Regions from separate parts of the Mus musculus genome. Here all the other regions are linked to region 1. A link is a contact called in public Hi-C, HiCAR-type and HiChIP or PLAC-seq data. All regions are on one chromosome and are shown on one strand. The core of a region is the stretch at or near the end of the contact, and the rest is flanking DNA. Distances in the headings are between cores, read along the strand shown.

The links. Hi-C and Micro-C count contacts between places; a contact is called where the count stands out from the background. HiCAR-type assays count read pairs that join an accessible place to other places. HiChIP or PLAC-seq counts read pairs in DNA pulled down with a chosen protein or histone mark.
Region 2: a contact with region 1 is called in an H3K27ac HiChIP or PLAC-seq map of large pre-B cells, with 6 times the contacts expected there. The contact joins the enhancer-like site here to the promoter of Tiprl in region 1. A contact is called at or near these places in 1 of 15 datasets of contacts at CTCF or cohesin (large pre-B cells), 1 of 484 Hi-C or Micro-C datasets (cerebral cortex), 13 of 115 datasets of contacts at active chromatin or transcription factors (the NIH/3T3 cell line, the SCID.adh cell line, cardiomyocytes and 10 more) and 1 of 9 other capture datasets (adipose tissue).
Region 3: a contact with region 1 is called in a HiCAR-type map of kidney, with 4 times the contacts expected there. The contact joins the enhancer-like site here to the promoter of Tiprl in region 1. A contact is called at or near these places in 4 of 115 datasets of contacts at active chromatin or transcription factors (embryonic forebrain, embryonic stem cells, kidney and 1 more) and 1 of 9 other capture datasets (embryonic stem cells).
Region 4: a Hi-C map of liver shows a contact between it and region 1, with 2.5 times the contacts expected there. The contact joins the promoter of Creg1 here to the promoter of Tiprl in region 1. A contact is called at or near these places in 3 of 39 promoter capture datasets (hippocampal neurons and liver), 2 of 484 Hi-C or Micro-C datasets (erythroblasts and liver) and 2 of 115 datasets of contacts at active chromatin or transcription factors (bone marrow-derived dendritic cells and pancreatic cancer cells).

The regions. Positions count from the first base shown.
Region 1 is chr1:165,234,312-165,238,685 of GRCm38.p6, forward strand. Tiprl (TIP41, TOR signalling pathway regulator-like (S. cerevisiae)) reads right to left here and starts at 2,647. Exons shown (of 7, transcript NM_145513.4): 1 at 2,419-2,647. The coding sequence starts at 2,522.
Region 2 is chr1:164,329,905-164,334,278 of GRCm38.p6, forward strand. Nme7 (NME/NM23 family member 7) reads left to right here. Exons shown (of 14, transcript NM_138314.4): 5 at 2,708-2,874. Among named protein-coding and RNA genes, the nearest start is that of Nme7, 24 kb to the left of the region's middle. Within about 2 kb of position 2,322, at least 10 of the 459 cell types and tissues checked have an H3K27ac peak or open chromatin away from gene starts, as enhancers often do.
Region 3 is chr1:164,381,475-164,385,848 of GRCm38.p6, forward strand. Nme7 (NME/NM23 family member 7) reads left to right here. Exons shown (of 14, transcript NM_138314.4): 12 at 4,226-4,327. Among named protein-coding and RNA genes, the nearest start is that of Gm39690, 35 kb to the right of the region's middle. Within about 2 kb of position 2,362, at least 5 of the 459 cell types and tissues checked have an H3K27ac peak or open chromatin away from gene starts, as enhancers often do. A contact at or near this core is called in kidney, where this site is marked.
Region 4 is chr1:165,761,729-165,766,102 of GRCm38.p6, forward strand. It overlaps Creg1 (cellular repressor of E1A-stimulated genes 1), which reads left to right and starts at 2,030. Exons shown (of 4, transcript NM_011804.3): 1 at 2,030-2,410. The coding sequence starts at 2,057.

The DNA.
Region 1 (4,374 bases), core at 1,397-3,896:
TACCTGCCTCTACCTCCAGAGTGCTGGGATTAAAGACGTGAGCCATCACAGCCCGGCTGTTTATTTTCATAAAGGACAAAATAAATGGTTATACGGCCAGGCAAGGGGACACAAGCCCTTAATCCTACCACTTGGGGGGTGGGGGGGGGGCAGGCAGGTCAAGTTCAAGGGCAGCCTACCTACACATAGTGAGTTCCAGGGCACCAGGACTATGTAGAAAGACTCTGTCTCAATTACCAATAACTAAGCCTGGTATGGTGGCTCATATCTTTAGTCCCAGCACTCAGGAGGCAAAGGCAGGCAGATCTCTGTGAGCTGATGGCAGCTTGATCTACATAGTTCCAGGACAGCCAGGGCTATGTAGAGGTCTTGTCACAAACAAACAAACAAGAATAGATGGTTATACAAATTTGTAACCATATGATGAAATATTATAAAACCATTAAATTATTTAGAGGAAAGATGGGAAAATATTTAAGATGTATATTAAGACAAAAACTGGGTGCATACTCTATTTTACCTGTTGTTATCTGAGGTTTCTAAACTGCATATTTTTAAGATGGTTAAGAACAATGAAATGGCCCGGCGAGTGGTACACGCCTTTAATCCCAGCACTTGGGAGGCAGAGGCAGGCAGATTTCTGAGTTCAAGGCCAGCCTGGTCTACAGAGTGAGTTCTAGGACAGCCAGGGCTATACAGAGAAACCCTGTCTCAAAAAACAACGACAAAAAAACAAAAAAAAAAAAACAAAAAAAACAAAAAAAAAAAAACAATGAAATGGCATTTTCACCATAAGTTTAGGTAAAATTTATTCTTAACCTTTAAGGGATAGAAAACATTAAATGACTAAGAGATTAAGTACAATGATAGATTGAGATCCACAAGATGAGTCTGTAAAATACAGGTTTTAACTACTTTCCTGAATTAGAGCAAATATGAAATAATAAAGGTAGCTCCAGGGCTTTTAACAGGTTTTGTGAAATTTAGTAGTCATGCACAATAGTGCAGCTACATGAAAAGCAGCTCCGTTATGGTAGGCTGCTTCAAATGCTCTGTCTTTCAGCTCTATCACTGGTAGTATCTATTTGCTAAAGGCAAAACATAACATTAGAAATGAGGTGTTTGGGCCTTGTTTAAGATTTAGAGGATCCAGCCCCCTCTCCCACGACACCCCCTAACCAGGCCCACATGCAATGCAGCAAAACACTCATACAACAAAAACAATTCTATTAGAAACATATTCTGAATTAATAACATTTGAAACAACTTATGTTTCAAAAAGGATTCTTTTACATATGTAAATTTTAAACAACAACAACAACAACAAAAGGTCCTGAAGAGCCTCCCTTTTTCTTTCTTTCCATCAACTGCCTACCAAACTTAAGCACTGAATCTCAGCTTCTGTCATCTCTTTCCTGCTTACTGGCCTCCTCTCCAGCATTCCAGCCCTCCATCTTCTACAACACCTCCAAGAAACCTTCCAGACACAACCACGATGCATGTAGATATTGAGTAAAACTACACCTGATGACTACTATATAAAATTCAAACTTCTTAGCAAGACAGAGAACTCTCCAATGACGAGGGAGGCAACACTCTGCCAGGGCGCCCCCCCCCCAAACTTTGTCAGGATACAGTTATAGGCATCCCCAAACACCTCAGATCTCAGTCTGAGTGCTGGCTTTACCCGGCCATCCAGTCTCCAGACTTGATCAAGATTCTGCCCAGGTGCACTGACCCTCGCGCGAACACACTAACGCGCACACACACCTGTATACATCTTCATCCTAACCAACCACACAATAATATAACGGTCTCTCGTGAAACTATGAATTCCTTGGGCCTTTCTCTTTCATCTGTCCTATCTCAAGTGCTTATCACAGCACCTGATTTGCTAAAAGAAGGAAAGAAAAAAAAAAAAAAACCTGAAATCTTCATCCTAAACAGTCACACAGTAACGTCACACGGTCTCACGTCCTCTGAAGTCTGTGGTACTCAATGGTTCATGTTCAGAACCTCAAGAGCACACCACAGAACCAAAGAAGCTCAAAACTAAACATAAATACCATTTCCGTCATTGCCCGCAAGGGAACAGGTCATCGCGCCCAGAAAGGTTGCGCAGGCTTAGGTAGGAAAAAAAGGAGCGGCGAGGTTTAGGTGAAGTCCACCAAAACAGCCGCGCTCAGTTCAACCCTGAGAAGCTACAGTTCCAGCAAGCAGAGGTCGCCGCGAGCAGGGAACAGGACCATTTACTGAAGTTGTCAATCAACGGTCGGTCAGAGGGACCGAGCCTGCGGCCCCAAGTACCGCGTGAGGCTGCACCGAGACCGTCAGACCCCCAGCCCGGACACCAACCGGACCTGGCCCGGCTCGGCTCGGCTCGGCTCGGCTCGGCCCGGCCCCGCCCCACAGCCTCACTTTTCCACATCCGCAGACTTCATGATGTGGGTCTTGGACGCCGTCAGCTTCCAAGGCCCGAAGGAGAAGTCCTGGTGGCTGCTCTGAAAGCCGTGGATCATCATGGCAGAAGCGGAGCCGCAGGGTTACTCGGAGCAAGCGCCTGCGGCAGCGGTCGCACGATGGCCCTCTCTGCAGCGCGGCTCCTGGGCGCGTCCGTTACCATCTCGGCCCCGCCCCCTGCCGCCGCGCCGTAGGCCCGCCCTTCCGCCGTCTCTTCCGCCCCTCCTGGTTTTACTTCCGGGACCACTAGCTCAGGGTGACACACGTCTTACGTGGAGACGCTGAGGGGCGGGACTTGAGCGCGGGGGTGTCGCTCTGGCGCGCCGCCCTGAAGTCTCCGGGTGACGTCACCCCAGAGTGAATGTGGGAATTTGTCTTTCTGGATCCAGAGCCCCGTGCTTCACTGCCTTACCTCCTCCTTACAGACCGCTCCAAGCAGTGTCATCACCTCTTGTGCTTATGAGTCGTGGTGAAGAGGACATGCCCAATGTCCCTATCGCTCAGGAAGCCCAGCACCAACAGCGACTTTGGAGCCAATGACAAATAGTAGCTCCTCCACCTTGAATCCCAGTGGAAGAGCCCCACTTTCTTACCGTGCAAACCGCCGACGCCCTGTGTTTGATTCTTTGTACCACGAAAGAAACGTCAAATTATCCTTATGATATTTTAAGACTTTTCTACCCGCACACAGGTGTAGTGGAAACGACGCTGAAAGCCCGGTGCTCCGTCCATGCTTGCAGTGCAACTGTGTGTATCTTTGGGTAAAACACAACTGATTCTTTTCGGCCCCAGCTGCCTCAAAATGAGATGGTTTAATGTTTGAGCATCTCAAAACTGTTCACCATCTCAATTCCAACACCCCCTCTCTTATTCACTCAGTGTTTGTTTCATCGACGCTGGAACCGCTAAGCAGCGTTGTTGCATGATTTCTGCTTCAATTCCTACCTTGTCTACCAGAAGGTGTTAAGCCAAGTAAACCTTTTCCTCCTCAGGTATTTTCTGTTTGTGTGTCTGTCCCAGGAACCCATCATCAATTTCCCCTGCCCAAGGTGTCTGGATTAATTCATTCCGTTGGCATCCTATCCTTGGTTCCTACATAGTTACTCTATTTCCATTGCCTACGGAAAGTAGGGCGTCTCAGCTTCCGCAGAGGATAAAGATGTTCATCCCGAATAGTGGAGGATTGTCTACCATCACTGACCTCCAGAGGTTGGCCCCTGACGCACTTCCCAAGGAGGCTGGGGTCCTTTCACTGACGTTACATTGTAAACCTCACATCATCTAGATCTGCTAGAAGACCTAATAAGGAGGTAAATGAGCAAATTACATGCAACGAAATCCATCCTCTTTTCTTTCTGAAAGAGTTCCATACAGCCAGCCTAGGCTAGCCTTCAATTCACTATTGTAGCTAAGGAGGACCTTGAATTCCTGATTGTTCTGCTTCTTCCCAAGTGCCGTGTGTGTGTGTGTGTGTGTGTGTGTGTGTGTGTGTTTTTCACCAAGCCTCCAACATTCTTACTATATGAAGTCTTCCTTTGAATTTTTCTGCATTAGGCCAAGAAAAAAATGTATAGAATCTCTGTGATTTTTGAAAACAGCCTAGTCTACATAGCAAATTCCAGGCCTATGTATTCCTTGTTTCAATAAACAAACAAATGTGCCTCTTGTTCTTTCAGCATAGGTCATGGCTGAGGCTGAGTTTAGTTTCAATCATTCTACCTAACAGCGACAACAACAGGTCTGCTACTCAAACTACCACACTGAAGGAGAGTCTCTCCTAACTACAATGTATCAAGTCATGTTCAATTGACTCTAAAATCACATTCCTCCATCTTTGAACCTACCATGTTGTATTTTATTTCCATACTTGTTATCTGGAAGTGTACCTGTGAAAACTGGCAAAATAATGTGATT
Region 2 (4,374 bases), core at 1,072-3,571, 900 kb before region 1:
CTGTGACCAGCCTGCAGGATAACACACACACACATCCATGCACACTGTGACCAGCCTGCAGGATCACACACACATCCATGCACACTGTGACCAGCCTGCAGGATAACACACACACACATCCATGCACACAGTGACCAGCCTGCAGGATCACACACACATCCATGCACACTGTGACCAGCCTGCAGGATAACACACACACACATCCATGCACACAGTGACCAGCCTGCAGGATCACACACACATCCATGTACACCGTGACCACCTGCAGGATCACACACACACACATCCATGCACACAGTGACCAGCCTGCAGGATCACACACACATCCATGCACACTGTGACCAGCCTGCAGGATAACACACACACACATCCATGCACACTGTGACCAGCCTGCAGGATCACACACACATCCATGCACACTGTGACCAGCCTGCAGGATCACACACACACACATCAATGCACACTGTGACCGGCCTACAGGATCACACACAAACACATCCATGCACACTGTGACCAGCCTGCAGGATCACACACACATCCATGCACACTGTGACCAGCCTGCAGGATCACACACACATCCATGCACACTGTGACCAGCCTGCAGGATCACACACACATCCATGCACACAGTGACCAGCCTGCAGGATCACATACACACACATCCATGCACACTGTGACCACCTGCAGGATCACAAACACAGATCCATGCACACCGTGACCACCTGCAGGATCACAAACACAGATCCATGCACACCGTGACCAGCCTGCAGGATCACACACACATCCATGTACACTGTGACCAGCCTGCAGGATCACACACACATCCATGCACACTGTGACCAGCCTGCAGGATAACACACACACACATCCATGCACACCGTGACCGGCCTGCAGGATCACACACACATCAATGCACACTGTGACCAGCCTGCAGGATCACACACACGTCCATGCAGACCATGACCGGCCTGCAGGATCACACACACGTCCATGCAGACCATGACCAGCCTGCAGGATCACACACACATCCATGCACACCGTGACTGGCCTGCAGGATAACACACACACACATCCATGCATACCGTGACCGGCCTGCAGGATAATACAGACATCCATGCACACCGTGACTGGCCTGCAGGATAACATACACACACATCCATGCACACCGTGACCGGCCTGCAGGATAACACACACATCCATGCACACTGTGACCGGCCTGCAGGATCACACTAATGCACAGCATCGTGGGAGCATCCAATCACTCTGTAGAGATATTTTATTGGATTTCTTTTTCTTGGTGCTCAGTAATATACCAACACAGGAAGATAACTTTGTGCTGGTGTATATGTATGTATGTATATATATAATTTTATTTTATTTTTCTGAGTTACGTGGTAGACAGGATTTGACCACATAATACCATCTGGCTGCTCACTTGCAATCTGGTCTAATCTCAGCTAGGATTATAAATGTCCACCTTCACACCCAGCCTTGTTGAAAATTTCTAACCGAAGTATTTTTGCAAGATTTTACATTAAAAATATAAGAACAGCTTACGCTTGGTGACATTGGACTATAATTTCAGCACTTAAAAGGCTGAGGCAGGGGAATTCCAAAGTTACAGGCTAGCCTGAACTGTATAGCAAAACCTTGTCTCCAATCAAACAAACAGGCCTAGAGAGATCTCTTAGCTGGAAATAATACTGGCTGCAAAAGTGTGAAGGCCTGAGCTTGACTCTTAAGCACCTACCTACATAATGGCTGGGCCTTGTTCCCTGTGAGAACTCCAATCCTGAGTAACAGAGGCAGGAGCTCCCTGGAGCTCTCTGGCCAGCTGACCCAACTTAAAGCAAACTTCAGGTTCAGTGAGAGAGCCTGTGTTAAGACAATAATGTGAGAAATGACTGAAGAAGACATCAGGCAACCTCCTATATCATGTATGTTTGTAGGGATGCACACTTGCATATAACACACATATATAGAAGTAGATATATAGAGAGACCCCAAAATGAAGTAGGACAACTGTTTTTTGGGATTAATCAATATTTGATAAGTAGTTACAGATAAATGGTTATCATAGTCATAAATATTACGGTTAAAAGTTGGTATCTGTATAAAATGTCAAATTAAAGAGGCTCTAAGAGGGTCCCTTTCTTTGCATCACTTCATTGGCAATCACTTTAAAAAGTCAGCTCAGTTGGGGTTGGAGCCTAGAGAGAAGGCTCAGTTAAGGGTGCTAGCTGCCCTTGTAGGTCCCAAGTTTGGTTCCCGGCACCTACACCGAGCCGCTCACAGCAACTGTAACTCCAGCTGCTGGCAAGCCAACAGTGACTTCTGCACCTTCACTCACATGTACCTACCCACAGAAAGGGAGACACACATGAATACACATCTCTTAAAGGAAATACAATTTTTTTTAGTGATTGGGATGTGTACATAAAAAGAAATATGAGAATCTGTCTCTGTCACTCATAGCTGGTGAGTTACTGAAATAACTTGGTCTATTTAGGATATTCTAAAATATATATTTTAATTACAAACTTTTATCACTAGATTGGATTGGAAATAAAGCTTCACAGTATAAAATATAATTTATATACGTAGTTATAAAGTAATAGGATATAGCTGTCTTTTGTAAAATCAATTGGAGACTTTTCTCTGTAAGGCGTACGTTCTTCATAAGTATTCTTACTGTGTCTGTTTCTAGCATGATGTAAAGAATCGTCGCACCTTCTTAAAGCGGACCAAGTATGAGGACCTGCGCCTGGAAGATCTATTTATAGGCAACAAAGTCAATGTGTTTTCTCGACAGCTGGTGTTGATTGACTATGGGGACCAATACACAGCCCGCCAGCTGGGCAGCAGGAAAGAGAAGTAAGAACAGCCGGGCCATCTTTTTCCATTGAAACCTTGCCTGTGACTTTGGCCACTAACTTCTGATTTCCTCTCCTCGGTCATGTTTTCACAACATAGTTTTTCCAGCGACCTAATATAATTTTATAACATTAAAAATATTTTGGTACTGATTCAGGGATTGGTTCCTAATTAGAATATTGAAGCAATATCTGTAGTCTTAGGAGGTGACTGTTTGGATGGGTGGGTGGCAGAGATAAAGCTCTTACACATTCTATCTGCTTTTTATATTTGTCACTAAAACCTAAGACTATTTGAGCATAAGGTTTTCTTCCTAAGCATAAGCATGATGCTGGTACGAATCACGGTAACCCGGGAGACGGTGAAGTTAGTTCTTGCAAAACTGAAGGCTTTGTGGGTTTGTTCTGTCTTGATAAAACTGAATTAAATTATTACCCCAATTAGATGAACTGGGGAGAAATGCTAATCAAAGGAGTGAGTATAGAGAAAGATCCAAAGGTGGGAAATCCTGTCTTAAGTTAGAACAACTATTTGCTATCCTGCTTGTGTAAGTTGGGGGCTAAAACTTATAAAAGTTTAATTACTACAACAATGATCTGAATTATTATGGTAACAGTAGATATGCAGAAGAAGTAAGGAGTGTACGTGATTAATAGAAATGCAGCAGTGCATGCCAGGAAGCAGCTCAGTTGGGGCAGTGCTTGTCTAGCAAAGATGAAGCCCAAAGGCCTGAGACCTAGCCCCGTGTAAAACTGGAGGTGGTGGCACGTTTCTGTCATGCCAGCATGTGGGAAGTGGAGGTAGAAAGATCAGAAGTTCAAGATCATATTAGTTTACAGAGGGAGTCAAGGGCCAGCTTGGGTTACATGTGACCCTGTCTCAAAAAAAAAAAACAAAAAAACAAAAAAAACAAAAAAGACAAAAAAACAAAAAAACAAAAAAACCAAATAACAAAGATCAAAGACAGTTCAAGTTAAGAATGGAAGTTCTAGAAACTTTGGGTGAGATGATGATGAGAAGCTGCCTCAGGGCAATTTAACAGAAGAGATAGGCAAGGTAACAGAGAATAGACCCTGCCCCAAGGAGAGAGCGATCAGAACATCAGAAATCACAAAGCAAGAAGTAGCTTGCTCCAGGGAATTTTATTCAGCTATAGAGAGTGAAATTCTAACATCTGCAAGGAAGTGGACAGACCTGGAGATCATTACATTAAGTGAAAGAAGCCAGATTACTGAAAGATATCAAGTGGGTTTTTTTTTTAAATATGTGGAATATAGATAGATGGATAGGTGGGTGGGTGGATTGATGGATGGATGGATAGATAGATAGATAGATAGATAGATAGAGTATAGAAAGGGGACCATGGAGGGAAGAAGTTTAAAGAGAGTGGGGAGTTGGGGAGTGAGAAATTGTAATAAAATATACACGTCATAAAAGCTAACAGATTACTGGGTGAAGGGAAAGGGACTAACAAGAAGTGAGTCAGGATTAGGGAGGGCG
Region 3 (4,374 bases), core at 1,112-3,611, 850 kb before region 1:
TTAGAAAGTTTTCTCCTTAACTAATGTCTTAGTTAGGGTTTTACTGCTGTGAACAGACACCATGACTAAGGCAAGTCTTATAAAGGACAACATTTAAGGGCTGGTTTACAGGTTCAGAGGTTCAGTCCATTATCATCAAGGCAGGAACATAGCAGTGTCCAGGCAGACATGGTGCAGGAGGAACTAAGAGTTCTACATCTTCATCTGAAGGCTGCTAGCAGAATACTGGCTCTCAGGCAGCTAGGATGAGGGTCTTACAGCCCACACCCACAGTGATATATCTACTCACAGGACCATACCTTCTAATAGTGCCACTCATTTAGAAGGTATTAGGAGCAAGCATGTACAAACCATCACAACTAAAATTGGGAGAACCAAAACATTTTGAGTCGATATTTAAAGAAACACATTGTGTGTTCAGTGCCGTTCTTAGCTCCCTGTCTGTTCTTCCATCCTCTTTGCTCATTTAGAGTAGTCTGTATATCTGCTGTTCTAAATGTTGTCTGCTGCCAACAGTAACATAAAGTGAGATGCACAGACAAAGTAGAAAAGGAAGAGTGAAGAAAGACATAATTTATTTCTCTCCTTTTCAAAAAATATGTTTGATATCTCTTCTGACTGAGAACTTGGCATTGTATGTATAGGTAGTACTTTAATAGCATGAAATAGAATATCAAATTCAACAGAACTATGAATAAAAATTGCAAAGTCACTTTGGGGTAAATTTAGGGATTCTAATGAGTAGGGTTATATATATCACATTCCTTAATAAAGCACTTTCTTCTGTCATTTCCATCAGGTCAAATGACAGTGTTTGGGTTAATATTTAAATGTGCCCTATAATAAGTTGTTTTAGTTTGGTCTTGTGTGTTATAAACTCACTGAAGTCAGGATAAGGGCTGGCACGGCCTGGCACTACCCCTTGCCCACCTGGTGTTCTTCCTCAAAGTTGTATTTGTTTCATCTTGCCTACAGTGCTTTTCAGTGTTGACAGGAGAGGGCAAAGGTGCACTGAGTGGTCCAGACACTGAGAAGCGCTCTTGTCTGGTCCTGTTCTTCATTATTCCACTTCACATTGAGTGAATATCATAACAACTTTTCCCATGATTCTTGGCGTTATTTTGTCATGTATTTTATTTCTTTGAATGATCTTTTTTCTGTTTTTTAATATATTTCTATCTATTTCTTTGGAATCACACATGTGCATGCAATGCATTTTGATTATATTTCCCCATCCTTTCCTTAACCCTTTCCAGATTTCATCACCACCACAAGCTCCCACCCCCTCCCAATTTGGTTTCCAAAACTCAAAACGAACAAACAAGCAAGCAAATAAAACATCCCTGCTCTGAACATATAGTAGCTCATTCCTTCAATCCCAGCACCCAGCAGCAGAGGCCAGGAGATCTGCATAGTAAGTGTCAGGCCAGCACAGGCCACATAGTGAGGCTTTGACTCATACATTAAATAAATAACTAAACAAACAAGTAAATAACCAGCTGAATCCAGTTGGTGCTGCCTGTGTACTAATGAGTGGGAGGCCATTCGCTCTAATGCAGTTGGCACACCTGGGGCCTTCCTCTCAAAGAAAACTAATGCTTTTCTTTGGATAATTGTCTTTTTTCTGTTTTGAATATATTTATATTTAATTTTTTGGAATTTCACACATGCATGCAGTATATTTTGATTATATTCTCCCATCTATTGCTCTTAACCCTTTCTGGATGCCCCACCTTCACACCCTACTCTCTCTCCTAGAAGCTATGTAAGGTCTGTAACCCCATCATCTAGACATGAGGACTTATGAGCCATTGAATAATTATCTTTAAAACAGTTACAAGAGAAAGAAGTGCTTTCTGTCTACTGCTGTTTTGTGCAGGTTTATATTTTTATGTGCCCTTCCCCTTGAGAACATTTTCTTGTTTATTTTTGAGAATTTCATACATATGTACAATGTGTTTTGACTACATCTTACAGACAGGGATTTGGGTTCTGGCTTCCCCCAGCTCTTTTTTCTCTTTCTGTGTCTGTGTTTGTTTGTTTGTTTGTTACGGTGTGGTTTGGTCCCAGGACTGACAGGCAGGCCTTGTTGATGCAGCTGCTACATGACTTGCTCACCTGTCTTTAACTTTTACGGTTTCCTGCTGGTTGCGCTGTTCTGCTTGATCCTGTTCTCCCCTCTCATTTTCCTTCCTACTCCTCTGTTGGATTTCGACGTTTATGGGTAGAAACGTGGTGTACTTTTTATCAGCTATTTCCTAAAATACTTTGTCCACTTTTCTTCCAAGACACCATGTTACACGGTGTGACACCGGACCACGAGGCCTTTGCTTTTCTTCGCTGTAGGTTTCCTTGCTGGTGCTGAAGCAGTTCCAAGTGCCAGCCTCAGGTCATTTACCTGCAGGGCTGTGCCCTGCTCACCCATCCAAAGCACTAATTAGTCACATGTCTTTGGTTTCATTTCTAGATTTGAGTCTTCTGTTATTCATTTTTTTTCCTCAGAATGTCCATAGTTCTCCTATAATTTGAGCATGCAGGCTCATCTATGATAGCTGTATTAGCAATCGTGTGTTCATTACATTGCTCCTGTCTGCTGGATACTTGTCTCCTTACTGACGTTGCTTCTGCTAGTGGCTTGCATTCTCCTCTTGCTCAGGCCTGGTAATGACTGACCCTGCATGATGTGCTCTGCCATGGATTGTGCCCTTAAGAGAGCTGGGCTGTCAGTTAAGTAACTTTGCTTCAGCTTGACTCTGGGGAGGCTTGCGTTCAAGCTTGACTCTGGGGAGGCTTGCGTTCAAGCTTTGTAAGGTGAGCAGGTGCTACCTCACCCTATAGGGCTGACTTAGGACAGCCATGGGGTAGAGCCCTTCTGAGGCCTGCACCTGAAGTAGAGCCTGGCAGTTGTATTAGGGCTTTACCTGATACGAGCCCATGTGCTGTATGTGTGTATGAGGGCTTTACCTGAGGTTGGAGCTCATGTATTCTGTGGGGGTTTTCCAAGCTCTGGATGACAGAAGCCATGGACTCCTCTTGGCCATCTCGAAGCTGTGGAGCCTCCGGCTAATTTACCTTCACTGGCGAATACATAGCTATGCACTTATCCACCACAGAAAATGAAAACTCGACCACAGAGTTAGAACTAGGAAACAATCAGCTTAGATCTCGCGTCCATCGCCTGTGTTCAGTCCTTCCTCATGCTCTAATGATTACCCTCTGCACGTGCTGCTGTGTCCGCCTGTACATTTGCTTGCATGTATATGTTTTGGCTAGGTTCTGCAAGTGGGAAAGACCATGTATTTTTCTTTCCGATACCATGTGACCTCACCTACTAGTGTACATTCTTATTTCATCTGTTATCTTGCGAATTTTATGATTACATTTTTCTTTGCTGAATAATATCCATGTGTGTGAGTGCGTGTGTGCGTGCGTGCGTGTGTGTGTGTGTGTGTGTGTGTGTGTATACACCAGTGTTTTATTAACCACGCATTCACCACTCACTTATTTCTACCTCCTTGCTCAAGTGGATACAGCAGCAGTAAACATGGGTGTAGAAAAAGCTCCGTGGCAGGGTTTGGAGTTGTTCTGTATTCTGCCCTGATGATCCTATCTGCTGGGCTCCATTAACTGAGCTTGCCTCTGCAGTGCTGTGGAAATGTCAGGCTCTACTGTATGCTTCTACCTGCCCTGTGTCTGGCTCGCCTGTCTGCGGCTGTTTTATGCAGCAAGAGAAAAGAATTATCTGGCCTACTACACGGTCCCCCTAGGCTGCCACCATCCAATCCGTGAAAACTAGCTCATCTATTTTTTTTCTTACTTTCTAGATGTTAGTTCTTGTTGCTAACCATGTAATAGATTTTTAAAGGTCCTACAGGAGAAACACGGCTATTTATACTTTGGAAATATTAATTTGATAAAACTACCCTGATGGAAAGGGGGAAGTCTGAAAGGAAAATGTGTGAGAAATGGCTGATGTGACTGGAAGAGGCAAAGCATTACCTTGAAATGCTAGTGTCCTAGGAGCGGAGGGGAGGGATGAGAGGAAATATTTGGAGGCAAAGGTGGCTGTCGTTTAGAAAGAGCTTGTGTGCAGGACTCAGATGGGAAAGAGGTCAAAGGTGACCGACTATTGGGGACTGGAGATAGTGGGGAAGCAGCACAGTTAAAGGTATGGGGGTAAAACATTCAGTTATTTTAATTATTTTGTTTCTCTTGAATACTGAAGGATATGGTGACAGAGCTGTGCTCCGGCCCTTGCGTAGCAATAGAGATCCAACAGAGCAACCCTACAAAGACATTTCGAGAATTCTGCGGACCTGCTGATCCTGTAAGTTATTAAACTATTGGTCTATTTTGTGTTATGAAGTAACTATT
Region 4 (4,374 bases), core at 780-3,279, 530 kb after region 1:
CACCAACCACATGGTAGCCCACAACCGTCTGTAATGGGATCTGATGCCCTCTTCTGGCACACAGATGTACATGCAGATAGAGCACTCATACATAAAATAAATCATAAAAAACAACAACAACAACAAAAAAGAATGTGTGTAGTACAAACAGTTTAAGCTTATCTCTGACTAGCTTACAAATAAATGAGACTCAGGCTATGGCTATTTTATTTGGCTTTGATGAATACTGGGGGTGACCCCTAATCTACTCTTCTAACTACAGGCCTGGCTTCCTCTCTATTGGTGTACCCCAGACACTTGCTGTTTCTCCTGACCATGTGCTCATGGTACCTCCTCCTCCTCTTCTTCCTCTTTCTCTACTCCTCCTCCTGCTCTTCCTCTTCCTCCTCATCTTCTTTCTCCTCTTCTTCTTCCTCCTCCTCCTCCTCTTTCATTCTTCCTCTTTCCCCGTCTCACCTACCTCTAATCCTTCCAATGACTGGCTGCAGCCAATTTTATTTAACCAATAGATGTAAATCAAGGAACAAGGTCTGTACAACAAAAGCTTGTAAGCATGAGAAGTCACTAATAGGGCTAGACTTTCTCATATAGAACCTAGCATTACAATACATAGCAAAAGACCAAACCTCAACACACGTGAATGGGAGAGAGAGAGAGAGAGAGAGAGAGAGAGAGAGAGAGAGGCAGAGACAGAGAGAGAGACAGAGAGACAGACAGAGATCAGGAGAAAGACAGAGTAGTGGGCCAGATTGGGGTGGGGGGCTAGCTAGAGGCAGACCTCAGAATATCTTTCCAGAAATCTCCTTTAGGAGTCTCACACCAGTCCCTAGAATAGAGGCTAAGCCTGATTTTTATATCATTTTAGAGGTGTCAGGAAGTTTCACATCCCATGATTTAGTTCATCCTGGCCTACATGACAGGGAGCTGGGTGCCACAGACTAAGAGGAGCTGCCAAGGAGCTGAAGGGGTCTGCAACCCTATAGGTGGAACAACAACATGAACTAACCAGTACCCCCAGAGATCGTGTCTCTAGCTGCATATGTAGCAGAAGATAGCCTAGTCGGCCATCATTGGGAAGAAAGGCCCCTTGGTCTTGCAAACTTTATATGCCCCAGTACAGGGGAACACCAGGGCCAAGAAGTAGGAGTGGGTGGGTAGGGGAGGGGGGGGTACAGGGGACTTTCGGGATAGCATTTGAAATGTAAATGAAGAAAATACCTAATATTTTTTTAAGAAAGAAAAAAGAGTAGCGGCTAAGCACGGACTGCTTCATAACTCTGTTAGGAAGAGAGAGAGCTGCAGAGAGGTGTGGCCTGATTCAGACTATAGGATGGGTGGGGCTTAAAAGATTCTAACAGTGGCCACAGTTTTAAAACGACGCAAACACGTTTGCATACATTTTCTAACTCCCTAGGGTAGCAGAATGAAAATCCTCCACGGGCTTGGAGGATCTGCCAGAATAAATGCATGAAACCACGAATTTAACCGAGCTAGATGACTTGACAGGTCTCAAATGGACAAGGTCAAAGTCTTGAGTGGGATACCGAAAACTAACAAAGTGGCTTTATCTGAAGACTCTTCTGGGCCAGGAATTTTTAAGTTCCTGCATGTCGGTATTTCTGTACTGTACTACATATAGGCTTGCTTGCTAACAGTCAGTAAACAGAAAAGAGCACACAGAAAACTCACGTTCTCTTAGATGCCAGGCAAGCATACTCAAAGACATTAAAAAGGAGGTGTGTGCGTGCATGCAGGCAGCTTTTTTCTAGCACTGTGACTTAGGAAGTTGCTTAATTTCTTCTAGACCTCATTTATCTGTCTGTAAATCAAACAAGCAAAACAAATATCTCTTTAGGGCAAATTCGCACTCTTCACAGAGCAGATCACAGGACACGGTGAACAGACCATATGCTTCTGGAAACTGGGTTGCACTGGAGCCACGCCCCCTCTTGCCTGCTCATCTCTGATTGGCTTTCTCGGAGGGGCGGAACAACGGGCAGGCAATAGTTACCCCGGCAGAGTTTGGTCGGTGGGCAGGGACTCCGCAGTCAGCGTCATGGCTGCCCGTGCTCCTGAGCTCGCGCGTTCCCTGCTTGCTGCCCTTCTGGCGCCCGCGCTGGTGGCACTACTGGTGTCGCCGGCCTCGGGTCGCGGAGGCCGGGACCACGGGGACTGGGACGTGGACAGGCGATTGCCTCCGCTGCCACCCCGCGAAGACGGGCCGCGCGTGGCCCGCTTCGTGACTCACGTCTCAGACTGGGGCTCGCTGGCCACTATCTCCACAATAAAGGAGGTGCGCGGCTGGCCCTTCGCGGACATCATCTCAATCAGTGACGGTCCTCCGGGAGAAGGCACGGGCGAGCCCTACATGTACCTGAGTCCACTGCAGCAAGCCGTGAGCGACCTGCAGGTGAGCGGGAGCGCGGCGCGGTTTCCCAGACCCGGCAGAGCAGGAAACCAGCGTCTCCAGTTTAGCTCGCTGGGGAGAGCGTGGGTCTTAGAGATAAGACTTTTGAACCCAGCTCACATGACTGTCTCTTCTGGCCTGCGCTGGCTAGGCGGAGGTTGTAGCATCCCAGATGTTGGGGAACTACCAGGAAGTTCCTACTTACCCTGTTACTGGTCTAAGCGCTTGGGGTAAATTCTTTGCCAGTACCTGGAGCACTTCACACCCTTCAGATAGTCAGGCGTCCTCTTTAGGCGCTGTCTCTGCATAAACTGCACTCTTGTGATCTAAAGGCATACAGATTGTTGGATAGTTTAGCGTTTGGCTTATGTGACTTCGGAGATTCTCTTCCCTACCTTTACCTATCAGCAGTGGGAAACTACTACACAGCATTATAGTTGACTGCGGACCTGGCTCTGCTTACAGCTCAGGTGGAAACAGCCTGGGAGGGAAAGGCCACACAGGAGCCCAGAAATGAAGCCTGACTCGGTGGAGGGTCTGTGGCAAAACTGAGAAAGCTTGGTGTCGTGGTAAACAGTGAGCCAAGAGACGCCGACGCTTTAACCAAGCCCTTGCCATGGTATGTGCCTAGGGCTTTTCGGTTCCACCTGTTTTCATTCATTGTCTCTTGTAGTAACTCTTAGAAACAGGCATGGCTATTCCGGGTTTACAGATGAAGACATGAGGTTAAGTAATTTGCGCAAAGCCAGGGGGCCAACCCTAGTTCACCTCAGACCCACTTGTCTTCAAAGCACAGGCCACAGGACTGGGACCCATGTGCTAGAATAGAAGAGACCCGTTTTCTTCAGCCTCCACAGAGTTCTGTATTGTTCTAAACAAATTTAAATTAGCTACTGCCTTTTAAAACTGCAATCCTAGGGGCTAGGGAAATAGCCCAGTTGGTAAAATACTTGCCATGTAGGCGCGAGGACCTGTATTTGGTCCTCAGTACCCATCTTGACAGCTTGCACGCACATGTGATCCTACACTGGCTCAACGGCTTGCACACACTTGCACACACGTGTGATCTTGCACTGGCCAGGTGGCTAGCTCCCTGGCCTGCCAGCCAAGCGGAGTCAGTGAGCTTCAGACCGCAGGGAGAGAGAGCCTGGCTCAAAAAGCCAGTTGGATGGCTCCAGCTTCTGAGGAGTGACCTCCAAAACTGACCTCTGGCCACACCATACACTCATTAATACCCAATGCACCTGTGGTGCACCTGCACTCTGCACGCGTGCGCACACACACGCAGGATAAAATTTTAGAGAACAAAGTCTATTGATTTGCTCTTTAAGTTTCTAACTCTTCTTGAAAAGGTTAAAGACCTAGCAGCACTGGGAGTGGGGGTGGGGCTATATTTTTCTGAGAGACAAAAGTAATAGAAGCCGCTGTCCCTCCCAGCCAGATATATTGACCCCAACTCGCCCCTTTTTTTAACCAGCCCGTTTCACTTCTCTAGAATCTGCTATTCACCCGTTCTCTCTACCCCAGAGGTGGCACTCAAGTGACCTGCGTAGCACTTGCAGAGAAGTTTTAAAATGCACTACCAAGCCACTTTATTCTAGAACAATGCCCCCTACTCCCTCAAACCCTCACTGGTGATCCTAATAGGAAGGGGACAGACTGAGCCTCGCCCCGACCCATGATCTTATTACTATCTGTGAGGTATCTGGGGTGTCATTATCCACACTGCCGAAATGGGGAGCACTGAGGCTTAGAGATGGGGGCTCACCCGTGACCACCTAGCTGATGGCCAACAGGTAGGCCTCCAGTGAAGTATTTCCTGGTAGAAGAGAGGCAGATTCGAGGAGCCTCCCCAGGCTCTCGGGTTTCTGGGATGGTATTATTGAAAAGACGTGTGGACACGTTGGGAATGTCAGCCTTTGTCTGGATACTGACTCGGCCAATTAACCAGCCGAAACTGGTTCCTA